Linked DNA regions of Mus musculus: all the other regions are linked to region 1. Evidence: chromatin contacts called from public HiChIP or PLAC-seq and promoter capture Hi-C data. All regions are on one chromosome and are shown on one strand. Each heading gives the region's core, a stretch centred on a gene start, on an enhancer-like site or on the middle of the called end of the contact. The rest is flanking DNA. Distances are from core to core; before and after follow the strand shown.

What was found. Promoter capture Hi-C pulls out the DNA fragments that hold promoters and counts their contacts. HiChIP or PLAC-seq counts read pairs in DNA pulled down with a chosen protein or histone mark.
Region 2: a contact with region 1 is called in a FOXA1 HiChIP or PLAC-seq map of pancreatic cancer cells. The contact joins the promoter of A630001O12Rik here to the promoter of Itgb1 in region 1. A contact is called at or near these places in 2 of 484 Hi-C or Micro-C datasets (B cells and the G1E-ER4 cell line) and 2 of 115 datasets of contacts at active chromatin or transcription factors (extraembryonic endoderm stem cells and pancreatic cancer cells).
Region 3: a promoter capture Hi-C map of hematopoietic stem and progenitor cells shows a contact between it and region 1, with 4 times the contacts expected there. The contact joins the promoter of Tomm20 here to the promoter of Itgb1 in region 1. A contact is called at or near these places in 4 of 39 promoter capture datasets (the HPC-7 cell line, HPC-7-derived erythroid cells, embryonic stem cells and 2 more), 4 of 115 datasets of contacts at active chromatin or transcription factors (astrocytes, embryonic stem cells, large pre-B cells and 1 more) and 1 of 9 other capture datasets (adipose tissue).
Region 4: a contact with region 1 is called in a promoter capture Hi-C map of embryonic stem cells, with 5 times the contacts expected there. The contact joins the promoter of Rbm34 here to the promoter of Itgb1 in region 1. A contact is called at or near these places in 6 of 39 promoter capture datasets (the 3T3-L1 cell line, cranial neural crest, embryonic stem cells and 2 more), 1 of 484 Hi-C or Micro-C datasets (B cells), 5 of 115 datasets of contacts at active chromatin or transcription factors (T-cell acute lymphoblastic leukemia, astrocytes, cardiomyocytes and 2 more) and 1 of 9 other capture datasets (embryonic stem cells).

The regions. Positions count from the first base shown.
Region 1 is chr8:128,683,592-128,687,225 of GRCm38.p6, forward strand. Itgb1 (integrin beta 1 (fibronectin receptor beta)) reads left to right here and starts at 2,063. Exons shown (of 16, transcript NM_010578.2): 1 at 2,063-2,368.
Region 2 is chr8:126,847,422-126,851,055 of GRCm38.p6, forward strand. It overlaps A630001O12Rik (RIKEN cDNA A630001O12 gene), which reads left to right and starts at 1,599. Exons shown (of 2, transcript NR_151740.1): 1 at 1,599-1,809; 2 at 1,940-3,634. All of the region lies in intron 1 of Gm31718 (a long non-coding RNA gene), which reads right to left.
Region 3 is chr8:126,943,897-126,947,530 of GRCm38.p6, forward strand. Tomm20 (translocase of outer mitochondrial membrane 20) reads right to left here and starts at 2,025. Exons shown (of 5, transcript NM_024214.2): 1 at 1,708-2,025. The coding sequence starts at 1,828. It overlaps LOC115486982 (a long non-coding RNA gene), which reads right to left and starts at 1,701. Exons shown (of 2, transcript XR_003947623.1): 1 at 1-1,701. LOC115487043 (a small nucleolar RNA gene) reads right to left here and starts at 1,084; the gene lies at 951-1,084. It overlaps Rbm34 (RNA binding motif protein 34), which reads right to left. Exons shown (of 11, transcript NM_172762.3): 11 at 3,276-3,634.
Region 4 is chr8:126,969,244-126,972,877 of GRCm38.p6, forward strand. It overlaps Rbm34 (RNA binding motif protein 34), which reads right to left and starts at 1,806. Exons shown (of 11, transcript NM_172762.3): 1 at 1,747-1,806; 2 at 1,495-1,666; 3 at 740-885. The coding sequence starts at 1,796.

The DNA.
Region 1 (3,634 bases), core at 813-3,312:
ATGGACTCAGACTCAGTCTGTGGCTGGCAGTGGAAATCCTGACGATTGAAAGAAAATGCTCTAGCACAAAGAGAAATGCAAACAAAGAAGGATCCTGGGCAAGACAGGAATTTTTCCCTCCCTCCCTCCCTCCCTCCCTCCCTCCCTCCCTCCCTCCCTCCCTCCCTCCCTCCCTCCCTTTCCTTCAACTCGATCTATAGATGAGGCTGGCTTCAAACTGAGAGATTCTCCTGCCTCTGAGTCCTCCCAAGTGCTGGGATAAAAAAATGTAGGACAGGGGCTTTTGATGGCCCACTTGACTGTTTCTTTTTTTAAGATTTATTTATTATTATATGTAAGTACACTGTAGCTATTTTCAGACACCAGAAGAGGGCATCGGATCTCATTACGGATGGTTGTGAACCACCATGTGGTTGCTGGGATTTGAACTTAGGACCTTCAGAAGAGCAGTCAGTGCTCTTAACTGCTGAGCCCTCTCTCCAGCCCCCTACTTGATTGTTTCCTATACTTCACTCTTTTTCACGGAAAGAATTCTATTTCTACCCTTGGGTTGTTACTAAATAGCTGCAATAGCTATTGCTGGGGAGAATAACCAACAGCACAGTAAATGCTACAGTGGAGAAAGGCTTACATTTTGAAAAAGCAAGAGGCAGCTTATATTTTCTGCCAAGGTAGAACTTCAATCCTCCAGGCACAGGGTAAATGGCTGTGGGTGTAATTGGACCTCATGCTTCTGCCACTACAACTTTCTTGTTGAGATGGACTGTACCGTGTAACTGTGAGCTAAAATAAATTCTTTCATTAAGTTGCTTTGTCAGTTATTGTGCCCCAGTAGTGAGACAAGTAATTAGAACAATGTTCATGCATTTTACATAGCTAAGTAACTGCCCATCTCTTAACATTTTTATGAATTCAAGTATAGCTACATTTCTGAGCAATTATGGAACTTATTAATTTCTATTTTCTTCAAAGTTTATGACTTGTACATGTAAATTGGTATTCCTCTGACAGCTTAGGTTGAGTCCTGGGAGAGCAGCACAAACACTATTTTGTGTGTGTGTGTGTGTGTGTGTGTGTGTGTGTGTCGATCTTGTGGTAGATTGTTCCCTCCTCAAGTCACACGAATGAAAGCTCACACAGTTCAGGCCAAGCATTGATAAAGTATGTTTATAAAGCTGTTTCTTGTGCAGAGACTGGGCTAATGGTTTAACTCAAAGTGGTAAGATCAATACCTTTAAAGGCAACGAACGTCACTGAGCTTTACCGCTGGGCTGCCGATGCAGACGTAGCCTTTTAAGTTCAGTCATTTACTAATTAGAAAAACGATGCTCATTTATTAAAATTTTAGTTAAACAATACATTTGATTTGCTCATGGGCAACATATAACTTTTCCATAGTGATTAATCTTTTTTTTTTTTTTTGGCATCCCAGTTTTACTCTTCCAGAACAGAAACACTATTTCTTGGGTTCATAAACCCGGCAATGAAAGCTGTCTTTACGGCTGGGTGCCCTGCTCCTCCTGGCAGCCCACACTCTTCGGGTAAGCTGATGGCACCTGCTGTCCCACAGCTTTCAGTATGACGAGGCAAGTCCAAGTTTCAAGCTTCTCATTTAGATTTTGAGACTGGCTACTTTTCAATTCTTTTTCCAGAAAAGAGAAAGCAAGTGCGCAAACATAACATTTTTCCTTTTTGTGCTTGGCCACCCAGATAGAAAATTGAGCAAATGCGGCGCCAAGGAGCGCAGGGTGGCACAGCAAGGGTGGAGCGGGAGTCTGCAATCTTAGGGTGACGGGGCGGGTCCGAGGGCTGCCTGCAGAACACCCGATCCTTCTTGTCCCCTCAGCCCACAGAGAGGTCTGGCTCGGGATCCCAGGGACCGGACACAGACTGCGGCTGGGCTTTCCAGCCGGGCGGCCGGCGCCCTCGGTGGTTCAGCGCGGTACCCCAGGCAGAAAGGGCCGAACGACCGAGCTCCTTTGTCTGCACCCTGCCCCACCTTCCTTCTTCCTGCCGCCTCCCCCTCCTTTTCAGGCGCGGCTGACGCGGCGCGGAGGAATGCGTTTCCGGAGGGAGAGAAAAGCCGGGCAGCCCGGGAGAAAGAGCTTCGCGGCGGGGGCGGGGCGGGGCGGCTTCCTGAGGGACAGGCGGGCCGAGTCTCCGCCCACTCGCTGAAGAGCCGCCAGACCCGCGGAGCGGCCGAGGCCCGCCGACGCCACCCGAGACCAACCGAGAAGCCGAGGCCCGCCGACGCCGGCCCGAGACCCTCCGAAAGGCCGAGGTCCGCCGACACCGACCCGAGACCCTCCGAGAGGCGGAACGCGGCGGAGCCCGGGCCGCCCGCGTGTCGGGCGGACGCTGCGAAAAGGTAAGGCCGCGGGCGTGTGGACGTGCGGGCGTGGGCTCCGGGCAACTCGGGCTAACCAGGCGTGTCTCTGCGGCCTGGGCCGGGTGGAGTCCGGTTTTAGGGACCGCGGCGCTCGGCCTCGTTCGGCTGCAGCTCCCCGCCCCGCCCGGCCTTGTCCTAAGGGAGGGTCGCGAGCCCAGTCTGTCACACCGGGGCGTGGCGGGGTTCAAGGGTGGGTACGACAGGGATCTGGGTGCCGCTGACCTTAGAGGGGTTCGGTCCGTCGGTGCCCAGCGGGCGCCTTTCCCCAGCGCGGCGCGGGACCCTGGGAACCAGGCCGCAGCGCCCGTGGTCCGCGAGGCGGTGCCCACCCGGGGCCTCGTGGAGTGTGGCTGCCTACCCTTTCTCGTGCCTCCTAGTGACAGGCTGGGTTAATGACCGCGCTGATCCCGAATGCCACAGTGAATTTGAACTTTTAATTTGAAACCTAGTAATAACTAGTAATAAATTATCCTATTTCCGTTTCCTCATCTTTAAAAGAGAAAAGGAGTTCCTACACTAATTATAGTAATTCTTGTGACACGAGGGTCAGACCCAGCTCCCAGCATGTAAACTCCCAGCATGTACTGACCTCACTGCAGAACCCTGATCCTGATCCATGGTGGTATTGGGACTGCCTATCTCATTTTACAAAGGAAGAAACTGAGGTGCAGGAGTTTTAAGTAATTTGGAGAGTTCATGGGCTCACCTCCAGAGCCTATATTTGAACTTTAAGTAACCTAACTAATGTAAAATAAAGAAGGCATTTTGTGTGTGTGTGTGTATGTATATGTATGGCAAGAGGAATCCAGGGCAATGCCTCAAAAAAAAAAAAAAAAAAAAAAAAAAAGAAAAGAAAAAAAAAGAAAAGAAAAAAAAGAAAAGGACACAGTAGGTAGTGAAATGTAAAACCACAACTTAGACAACAATGCTTCATATACATTAATTACTTTTCATTGCTTTTGCTATGTTAAAAAAAATCTACAAACTTCTCAGAATGTTTTGGTAGTATTAGGAAAGTCTCCTGGATATGCCATTCCACTTGGGTATGAAGAGGATAGTATGACTTAAGGTTTTTATTTTTTAATGGTGGTTGTTGCTTGCATAGGACAGAAATAAATGTTAGATGAATTCTGATTAGATTTCTTTTTTAAATCGCACACAGCCATTACAGTAGGTCATATCCTAGATAACCTGTAGAATGGACTAAGAAATTTTAGTTTAGAGTTACCTCTTGCATACTGATGG
Region 2 (3,634 bases), core at 349-2,848, 1.8 Mb before region 1:
GGCTCAGAGCTGCCTCCAGGGCAGAGAGCTCAGCAAACAGCACACAGAAGCTGGGTATAGCAGTGCACACTTGTGATCTCAGCACTGAGCTGAAGGTCAGCCAGCCTTGGCTACTTAGTGTGTTTGAGGCCAGCCTGAGCTATGTGAGCTCTTGTTCACATACCCCAATAAAGACACACACACACACACACACACACCATGGCTTCCCTGCTGCTCAAAGCCACAGAGCAGAACCGAAATCTCCCACAAGCCTCATGGCAGGTACCCATGTAGGCCGAGCTGCCAGCCACAGGCCACACGCAGCTGCTGTGGTTGACAGCACAGCTCCATCCCTGGCATGTTGTCACCTCCTGAAACAAGAGTGAAAGTCACCGCATCCTCAGCTCCATCCTTGAAGCAGCCTCTGAACCACGCCCCCAAACTGTGGCCCCTCGTGCAGAAGGCCCATGAGGGAACAGAAAGTCTGATGCCTGTCAGTCACTCCAGCACCCAGGTGCAGCTCTTCAAGCTACAGATAACCGTGTGACATCACCCAGCTGTTATTATCAGCACTGTGAGTGTTTACTTCATCTTCAAAGAGAGTTCCAGACTGGTATCTAGTGACTAAGTGGAGGTCAGAGATCCTCTGACATCAGTCATGCCCAGAAGGGACAAGCCCAGTTGCCAGCTCTCGGTGACCATGTGCAAACTTTGAGCTCCTTCCTGCCCAGTGCCTCTCCCAGGCTCCATACATGCCCTGGCCATGAGGCTGTCCCTGATGGCTGCCAGTCACATAGACACGTGGGTGTCACCTTCTATTGTTTTCCAGAGCATTCTCTCTGGAGTCCAAACATTGCCACATTGCCACTGTTGACACCACCTCTTAGAGAGCCTGCCCTTTATGACCCAACACAAGACACAAAAGGCATCAGACTGGTATTTCCTTTACCCCATAGGGATTTTTTATGGGGTTTTTATTTGGTTTCGTTTTTGGTGTGCTTCTGAGAATTGTCCTTTTGTTCTTCCGTTTGGTTGCAAAGAGCACTCTCCAAGGAATTCTGCTCAAAAAAAAAAAAAAAAAAAAAAAATCACACAGCTTTTTACCTGAAGCTTGTATCTCCAGAAGGAGACCTTCACCCACCACCACATCCTCCCAGGAAATAACAGCTTAAAGGACAGATGAACCCGCCATGGGGCCCTACTCCTCGCTGCTAGGCTCTGGGTAAGGTGAGCAGGGGCAGAAAGGCTGCATCTTCATGCTGGGACTCAGGAAGAGCCTCATTGTCTGTCTTAGGCAAGGACCTGCTCATCACACAGCCCAGATGTGAGCAGTTATTAGATCAACACTCCCCATACCACCACCATGGAGGAACCACTGACATTTACCTGGCCCTAGCAAAGGCCACCAAGGCCATGTCTGGGACTTTGAACTTTCAGTCACTCCCTAGTGAGGCCGTGCGTAGTATCGAAAGCCACCATCTTTTACGTTGTCTACCGAGGTAGAGGAAGTTTCTCAAAGACAAGCGATTGGAATCAGAGTTCAGAGGAAGCTGGCGTGAGAGCAAGGGGAGCCCCTGGCCTGCCTATCGCTGTACCAGAAGCTCCAACTGCCTCAACTCACAGCATTCTTACTTGCAGCTACATAGCCCCACCAACATTGCTAGGCTGAGCAGGACCAACCGACCATCTGCCTGGTCATGCAATGTGCAAGAAAAAATAAGAAGAATGTGCTGGAAGGTCAGAGCGCTAACCATCTAAGGCGATGATGGGTAGGCGCCAAGGCCCAGGGACATAGAAGTGTTCTGTAAAGGAGTCCCAAGTCTCCATTGGGTGAGTAATCTCATCTCTGAGCACAAGGAATGCTCTTAGAACAGGTTGTACCTGACCCGCCACAGTCAGCTCTGCACTGTCCGTGGAAATTCCTGGTATGACCATCCTAACCATGTGTTCGTCTTCCTAGTACTGCATCACCAACCTAAGGATTGACTGAAGCCCAGGGAGATGACCTCACTACCCATCACCAGAAGAGACTCTCAAACCCAGCTGCCCCTTCAGAGCTGACTCCTGGCATAAGGATGCCCTGATCTGGGCACAGCCCCAGAAACCTATCCCTGGACTCTGTCCGTTGACCACAGGAAGAGCTCCAGTTGAGTCAAAGGGGAGTCTGGCTAGTGGTAGGGCTGCAGGATCCAGCTTAATCCCCTTACTCATCTAAAAGGTCACTGAAGGGGCAGCGGCCTTAAGGGGCAGATCATCAGTGTTGACTACAAGTTCAAAGAATCCACAGAAAGCCACACAGTGCCCCCTGGCTCCAACCTCAGAAATGGAGCCGACCCTGACTCAGAGAGGAAACAAAGGCTGACTCACTCACCCTCCACTTCCTCCTTTTGCCCAGCTCAGCCAAGACCAGCACTGGCTTCCAGCGACAGACAGGTGACCACTACTTGCAAACCTGCAAGGGGGAGCACAGGCTCACTCTGCCAAGGACCACCAGACCTCGATTTACTACTGCCCTCACCCTCTGTATCTTCCACACAGTGCATGGCTGGTAATGGCGCTGTCCTGTCTTGTCCTGCCTTGACCTTGGCTGTGTTATTCTTCACTTCCCTGTTCAGCGCACAGCCACACTTTCCAAACATCATGAATCATCAGTACAGAGCAACGGCCACTTAGTAAAGCAGGAAACCACTGCACGCCAGGCCTGGACAGAGCAGTTCCCTGCTCTGGCCTCTCCTGTCCCCTGATCACTGTGACACAAAGCCACAGTGGAGGTCCCAGGGACTATTGCACCACTGGGTATTCAACCCCTACACCATCAGCCCTTATACTGGGCAGGATCTTCCTAGCTGAGCCTTCCCTGCCTGAGCTGGCTAAAGTGAAGCTGGTATCTTCCAGTCTCAGAGGGAGGGAAAGAGGTCAGGTCATTCAAAACCCTGGCTGTTAGAAAGACTGTATCCGGTAGACAGCAGAGCCATCAAACAGACATGGGGCTTCCTCTTGCAGCCTTGCAGTTATGAACAAAGGTTGCCTCTGTCATCAAAGCCCCTGCAGACTAGACCCCCTCTGAATAACATGCAGCAAGTTCCCAAAGAATGGACACCAATGAAGCCCATACATCAATCAACAACAGGGACTGATGAAATGGCTTAGTGTTAACAAACTTGGGGATCCAAGTTCTAATCCCCAGAGCCCACATAAGAAGTAAGTGAAGCACAGCTCCCGGTTCTGGGGAGACACACTGGGAGAGTCTGTGCTTGCTGACATCTGCTCTCTCCAATCTGTGAGCTCAAGTGCAGTGAGAGACCCTGTCTCAAAAGGTAAGGTGGAGAGGTGACTGAAGACACCACCCATGTGGAGCCATGTCTTCCCTGTATGTATGCACACATAATCATGTTAAAAAATGAAGACAGCATGAACATGAAGTTTCTCTGACAGGTCATGTCTATCCAAGATGACCTCTTGTGCTCTCTGTCCCATGGTCTAGACTTTGATTATTTTTCTGAGTTCCATGGAGGAATCACACATGGCTACATTCTCTTAAGGAGCCTCCATTCGGTGACAGCTGGATGGATCAGGACAGATGACCAGGGTCAAGGGTAGAGACAGGCATGGCAGACCTTCCTCCTCAAATACCAAATATCCAATATAGTAATCA
Region 3 (3,634 bases), core at 775-3,274, 1.7 Mb before region 1:
ACCATTTGGGAGGCTGAAGCAGGTTTATCTCTGAGTTCCAGGCTAGACAGGTCTGCAGAGTGAGCTTGCCTCAAAAGTTTTTGTTTTGGAGACAGGGTAGCCCTGTCTGTCCTGGAACTCAATTTGTAGCCCAGGCTGGCCTCAAACTCAGAAATCTGCCTGCCTCTGCCTCCCGAGTGCTGAGATTAAAGGCGTGCACCAACACGCCCGGCTTCAAAAGTTTTAAACAACCATAATTTTCCTGAAACAACTTATTTCTTCAACCAAAACCACTTTCTCAAGATTTCCACCAAGGCTTTCCAAAGGAATCAATCAGCCTGCTTAGCTGTCTCCCAATGTGTAGACCCACAGCCCCAAGACACTGAGTAGACTTGTGGACCCAAAAGTCACACTTAACAGTCCGCATTTATGGAGCCTTCCGTAGGTCAAGTACTTATCCCACCTAACCAACAAGAGGCAGCTTGTACCACCGTACTTTACAGTTAAGGAGATTTTTAGTGAATGCTGCTGGTCAGTACGCAATCTGGTCCCCAAAACGCAGTCTATAAATCCAAGATGCATTCTTCGCATTACTCTACCTAGCCATCGGACAAAAACACACTCTCCTTATCTCCCCACGTGAAGAAAACGATGAGGCTACTTGGGGCCTACGGGCTCAAAAAGTCCTGGAAGTCCTATAATGAGTATTAAAGGATGTACGTCTAATTCATTAGTCTCCGACCATATATAACTACGAAAAATTAAAAAACTCATTTAGAAATTCGAGAGAATGGAGTAACTGACTGACTGCAGCCCCCAAGAAAGCGAAACAAAAAAGGCCAGATTATTCCAACAAATGTGCTTTCAGACTATATATTGAAAAATAAAGAGTCTCTGTAAATTCATGGGTGGATCACATGTCCATGACTTCCCAAGGCGTGCCAAGATTTCCCTCCGGTAAAACTCTTTGAAGATGTCGCAGGTATGAAATAAGACTGAGCCACGTGAGGAGCGCAGCCCTTTGGACTCCCCCGCACTTTGTCTAGCATTCACTCATATCTTGGAAGCACCAGAGCAAAGCTGCCAAGAGGGTTTAAGAATGCAAGGACGACACCCCACTGTGCTAGTGCTGGGGCAGCACCGTCGACGGGTTTGCTGAATAGAGCACCACCGCCTTCGGGGTAGGCACCCGTCTGAAAAGCTAGCAATGAGAGGCACCAAGAGTTCGAAGCCGACCTACCAACTGCAGCAGTCCCCTGTCGTAAACACACATAAAGAATGATTGTTTTCAACGGTGACTGTTATAGAGAAAGGCTCGTGCCTGTTATCACAGCACTAGGTTGAAGCGGGGGGCTGGGGAGGTGGTGGTGGTGCTGGCTGCCACGAGGTCGAGGCTAGCGCGGGTTACAGCCTGAGCTACACAGGAGGACCCTGTCTTCAACACAAGTTGAGTGGGGGGGAATGGAGCTGGGCGTGGTGAGACCTTGAAACTGGAGGATAACCACCTTAACCTGAGCTAAAGACCTGTCTCCCACCCCCCATCCCCCAGAATTACAGAGCTGGGGAAAGGCAAAAAAGTGCTACCCCTCCCCCGAATCAGCATGCATTCCACCGCCAGCAAGATGGAGCCAGGTCGCCTCCAAGATGGAGGCCCGCGGGCACAGGCGGGACCCTGGCCGCAAGAGCGCGACGCCGGGGAGCACTCGGGGGCGCGCGGGGCCCACTCACGTTCTCGAAGCCTGTTCTTGAAGTTGGGGTCACTCCGCCTTTTGCGGTCGAAGTAGATGCAGTACCCGATGAAGAGGGCACCGCACACGCCCGCGGCGATGGCGCTGTTCCGGCCCACCATCTTCGCTCGACTGGGGCGTACGCCGGGCCGCGGCAGCCCGCCTGGCAGCGGTTAGCTCCGACCGATCGGAGCACGCCGGCCGCTCGCAGCCGCCTGCCTCCAGTCCAGACGGAAAAGGCCGAGCGCGAGGACTTCCGGCGCGCGAGGACCCCGGGGGAAGGTCCGCGGCGGGCTGTCCGCGGCGGTGCCTGCGCGGGAACGCCTGGTGCGCACGCGCAGATGGACCCAGTCTGCGCGGCTGAGACGCCAAGCTGGGGGCGGGGCGTGCACTGCAGAAGGATTTGTGCGTCATCCCGTGACCAGGGGGTCAGGGGCAGCACGTGTTTGTGGCGTGCTGAGTCAGAAGCCTCTAATCCACTGTCCTTGCTAATGAAAGACGAAGGTGGGAGCCGGCTGAGAACAGCATCTCATCTCACTGTGTCCTTCAGGAAGCCTGTGACTTGAAGTGCATGCGTTTGCTTTTTAGGTTTTTGAGACGGGCTCTCCCCTTGTAGCATAGTAGGGTCTGGAACTTGCTGTGTAGTCTGCCCTGGCCTCGAACCTGCAATCCTTTTGCCTCATCCTCTGAGCTGTGGTTTTAAAGGAAGACCTGAGCCGCCTGATCTGGCAGTATTTGCTTTGTAAATTGCGTTGTGACTGAGATTAGACACAATGATTGACTGCAAAATAATTTTATGATGTAGCCCTGGTGCGGAGAAGAAAAATGGGTTAATTCGTTCAAAAAAATTTAACCTGTAAGGAATGCAGAAGGGCAAAAAAAAAAAAAAAAAAAGTCTATGGGTGGCCCTGATTTGTGCCGTCATTAAACTGCAGTCTTGTCGTTCTCTCCCTCCTCCACAACCCCCATCAAGATTCCCAACCAGCTCGTTACTAATGCTCGAACCCACCCACCACACTTGTGGCTGGCTTTTGAAGGAAAGGCAGTCTGGTACAGCAACTGCTCCCTTCACTGAGGAAACATCGAAACCTGGGACAGTGACAAGCTATGCTGCAGTCTCTGAGAATTGGGTACAGTGATAAGAGGTAGCCGATGCAAGCCTTTCCTGCACCTCTCATTGTAAGAATGCTTTTTTTTTTCATTTATGCATATGAGTGCTCTACCTGCATGTACACCTTCGTACCAGAAAAGAGCATTAGATAGCATTACAGATGGTCGTGAGCCACCGTGTGGTCGCTGGGAATTGAACTCAGCACCTCTGGAAGAATAGCCAGTGCTCTTAACTGCTGAGCCATCTCTCTAGCCCCTTTAAGGATTTTTTGAAGCTATGTTAAGGGAGAAAAAAAGTTTACAAGAAAAAAATGTTTCATACTCATGACTAATCAGTACTTAGCCAGCACTTTTATAACAAAGCCAACTTCTATCCACTCTTGACCACTTATATACATAGTCTTGTGGCTATTAAGTATTTTATCAGATAGAACGTACCAAGAAATTACACTAAGCATCTTTAGAAAATTTCCTACAAAATACATTTTTTAATGATTTACACAATCATAGTAGCACACACATTCTAAAGGAGGAATTTCAACAGTTACACAGTACCGAATTCCAAAGTATCTAGGGCCAGTGAGATGGCTGAGTGAGTCCATGCTTTGGAAGGAGAAAACTCCAGAGTTTTCTTCTGGCCTCCACATTCACATCATACACATATTAAATAAAGTTACATCTATGCATGTATATAACCTGCTCACTCACAGGAGCTGTAAGTTGTACATAGATTATATATGCACGCACAATCTAATGTTACATCTTTATATAGTTTATGCAAAAATGCTCCAGAGTGATCAGGTAAAATTGCTGAAATT
Region 4 (3,634 bases), core at 556-3,055, 1.7 Mb before region 1:
GTGTGAGGGTGGTGGGGAACTAGTGTAGTGGCTCAGCAGGCAAAGGCACCTGTCCTGCAGCCAGACAGCGAATGGACTCCTAGGAGCTGGTCCTTCCACAGGCCACCTTGACAGGAATGCACTGACACACATGCAGACAACAAACGTAATAACTACTGAAGGTTTTACTGAAAGAGGAGAGTGTAAAAATGGGAAAAGAAAATAGGCTTGAAGCAGCGAGAAGGAATTGAGAGCCAAGGGTTTGTGGAAGCTGAAGTACAGCTTAGGTTGCAGAGTGAGTTTAAGGTCCACCTGGGATGCAAGAAGTCTCCAAGAAAGAATGAGGAACACTCAATAGAAAAGTAGTGTATCTGTTTGGATACTAACTCAAATATTATGTAAAAGGAATTTTAAGTTAGTAAGGGAAATTTGGTTCCTATGAAAACCAAATTCACATTTGACAGACACACTAACTCAGAAATCCCAACTCAGAAAACAGAGAAGGGGTTAAAGTCCTAACAAGGCTGGCTCAGAATCAAGAAGCAGTGATGGACACAAAGACCTAAAAAGCTGATCTACCAGTATCTGTTCGCTTAGGATAAATGGCTTTCTTGTATCTTTTAACCCTGTATGAGACTTTGTATAATGTATTTTTTAAATTTCAGAATATGCAGTGAAAAAAATTAAGATGAACATTAAAAAAAAAAAAAAAAAAACTGCCTGAGGTATTTAATATAGCAAAAAGGAGATTTCTACCAACCTGTTTGCCAGTCTTTTGTCTGCATCAGAGAGTTTCTTCACTTTCACTTTTCTCGAAGGCTCTTGCAAAACTGGCTTTTTAGTTTGGGACACACTCTCTTCTTCATCATCATCATCATCATCAAGTTTTCTTTTTTTAGATGTTTCCTTTCAAAAGTTTGAAGTCATATTTAAAACCTCAAACTTTAAAAAAAAAAAAAATCCTGACCCTAAAGCTGTGTGTTGTGGCTTATATCTGTAATTCCAGTATTCAGGAATAGAGGCAGGAGGAACTGTGCCAGGCCAGCCAGAGCTACATAGCAAAGTCCCTCCGTCTCCAAGTCCCTGAGCAGTACTCCGATGTGCCTTTCTACATGGATACTTCTTCACGGGTTACGGAGAGAAGCAGAATATTCTTGCAGCACCAGCCATTCAGTGGAAAGGTGAGGCAGGAATATAGAATCTGGGTTACCGTGTATTCTAAGCGTGCGCAACTAGTGTGATCCTGTCTCAAAATAAAAAAGTCAAGTCGGACATGGTGGGAGCGACTCTGTAATCTCAGAACTCAAGGCTGGAGAAGGATCAGGAGTTTAGTTCATCCTCGGATACATAACTGAAATTTGAGGCTTACACGGTCTACAGGTGACCCTGCCAATCAAATAGGCTGAGGGTGAAGCGCTAGCCCTGCTCAAAGGACCAGACAGTCACTGCTGTCAGGAGAGTGACCCTCTACATCTCTCTCTACCGGGATACTCAGGGTGCAGCCCGGCGACTCACCTGGGGCACAGGCACAAATACAGGAGGAGCCGATGGCTCCGCGGTGCTGAAGAGAGCGGCCAGCCGCCCCGTCCCGCCTCCAGGAGGCCGCGGGCCGCCCCGCAAGCTGTCGGCGACCTGTCCCACCAGGTAGTCGCTGGCCGCACAGCTCACGCCGTCTCCAGAGCTCTGTCTGCAAACACAAGAGCACTCTTCAGCCACGCCGCGCCACTCACCGCCAACCCATCCACACCAACGCCCGCCGCCACTCACCTCCGCTCCGAGCCCTTCCTTCTCTTGCGTTCCTCCCCTCCCAGAGCCATGCTGAAAACTGAGCTTCCGGGATGGAAGTCCTAGGTCCGCGCTTCTGGGATCCGACTAGTCATGCGTTCCCTCTGGTTCCGGGTTCCGGCAGCCTCCGGGTTCCGACTACTTCCGTTCTAAGGCTGAGCTCTTCCGCTCAGGACCACACCCCCTCTCCCCATTCAGCCCGTGGCTGCGCAGGAGCCGCGCTATGCTTAATACTAATGGTTTTGCAGTCCGCAGGCGTCTCAGGGAAACCTAGGCTGAGGGAGTGCAGCAAGTCTCACGAGTAGCTGAGGCCTCGTGTTAGTACGAGGGTCAGCTAAAACCTGACATAGTGGCTTAGGTCTTTAATCCCAGAATTTGGGGCTCGAAGTAGCCGGATTACCTCGATTTCCAGGACCGGCTAAAACCACATGGCTCCAGCATAGCTACCTCGTCTCAAATAAAACAAGCCCCCCCGCCCCCCAGGCTTAGGGAAGGCTGTCGGCCACAGCTCATTAAGGAAGGAGGTTTCCAAGAGAAATGGGGCTACAGGGATGTGTCTTAGCAGTCGGGGAAGGGTACACCTTTCCCGAAGTTTGACGTTTCAAAGTCGGCAGAAAACAAGTATTTGGGATCACAGTTTAACTGGTCACATCCTTGTACTATTCCGTCTTCAAAGCCGCCCTGTCATTTATTTTTATATTTATTTATTATTATACATAAGTACATTGTAGCTGTCTTCAGACACACCAGAAGAGGGTGTCAGATCTCATTATGGATGGATGTGAGCCACCATGTGGTTCCTGGGATTTGAACTCAAGACCTTCTGAGGAAGAGCAGTCAGTGCTCTTATCCACTGAGCCATCTCACCAGCCCCCTCCCCACCTCCCGTCATTCTTTAAGTAAATTCATACTTAGATTTTTTTTTAATAGTGGCTTATATTTGTAATCCCTGTTCTCTAGGGCCTAGGTAGAGCTTGGCCATGATTTTGAGGCTATTCTGGGATATGCGGTCGTAGCCTCTTTTGCCTGCAGGAAGTCCAGCATGTTGGGATCTCCCCAGTTACCAAGATAGAGAGACACCCAAGTGAGCTTGCAGGCCAGATTTAAAGCACATTAGGGAATGCTGGGGTAGGTGACCTCTATGTTAATATGTTGGGTCTATCTCTAGGGATACTGACATTCCATTACTGGGATGTGGGGGCTGGAAACTTGCTGGGGAGGTCTGGGAACTGTTACTGAGGAACTCTGGAAACTGCTGCTGACCCATTGTGCTTGCTTCAGGCCAGGTGGCTGGGACATTCCATTACCTGGGCATGAAAGCTGGAGCCTGGGCTTTTTCCTGTTAGTAATTGACTTGTCTGGACTTGCCCAGTTTTTAGGCCTGGTCTCCTAAACTCCTATTTGAAGTCTGTCACGGAGTCAGCCTAGGCTTCTCATTCCTCCCTTTCAGTAATGGGCCAACTCTAACCCTTGAGAGGTTTCCGAGGCCCCTGCACTAGCAGCTCCAGCCAGCCCTATGTTAAGGAAGAGAACCTAGTAACACAGCAGAAATGGCCACATTTAACTTGATTGATTGGAGGTGCTAGCTGGTTGAAGACATAAAAATCCTCAGTCGTATTTACAACCAGGCCATAAATGCATGGAGTGAGTCTCCAGGTATAAGCCCTCCAATCATTCTCTGGGGGCAGCCTGTATCCTGCATCAGTAGGGGTTACAGTATGGTTGCAGAGGTGGAAATAGACACTTCAATGAAGTGAAGATTACCTAAGACTTGAGACCAAAGAAGTGTTGCAAAACTAGCTATGCAAACCACCACCACCCTCGTCATCATCCCTGTAAACATTATGTGTCCTCCCATAGGTCTTGCCTC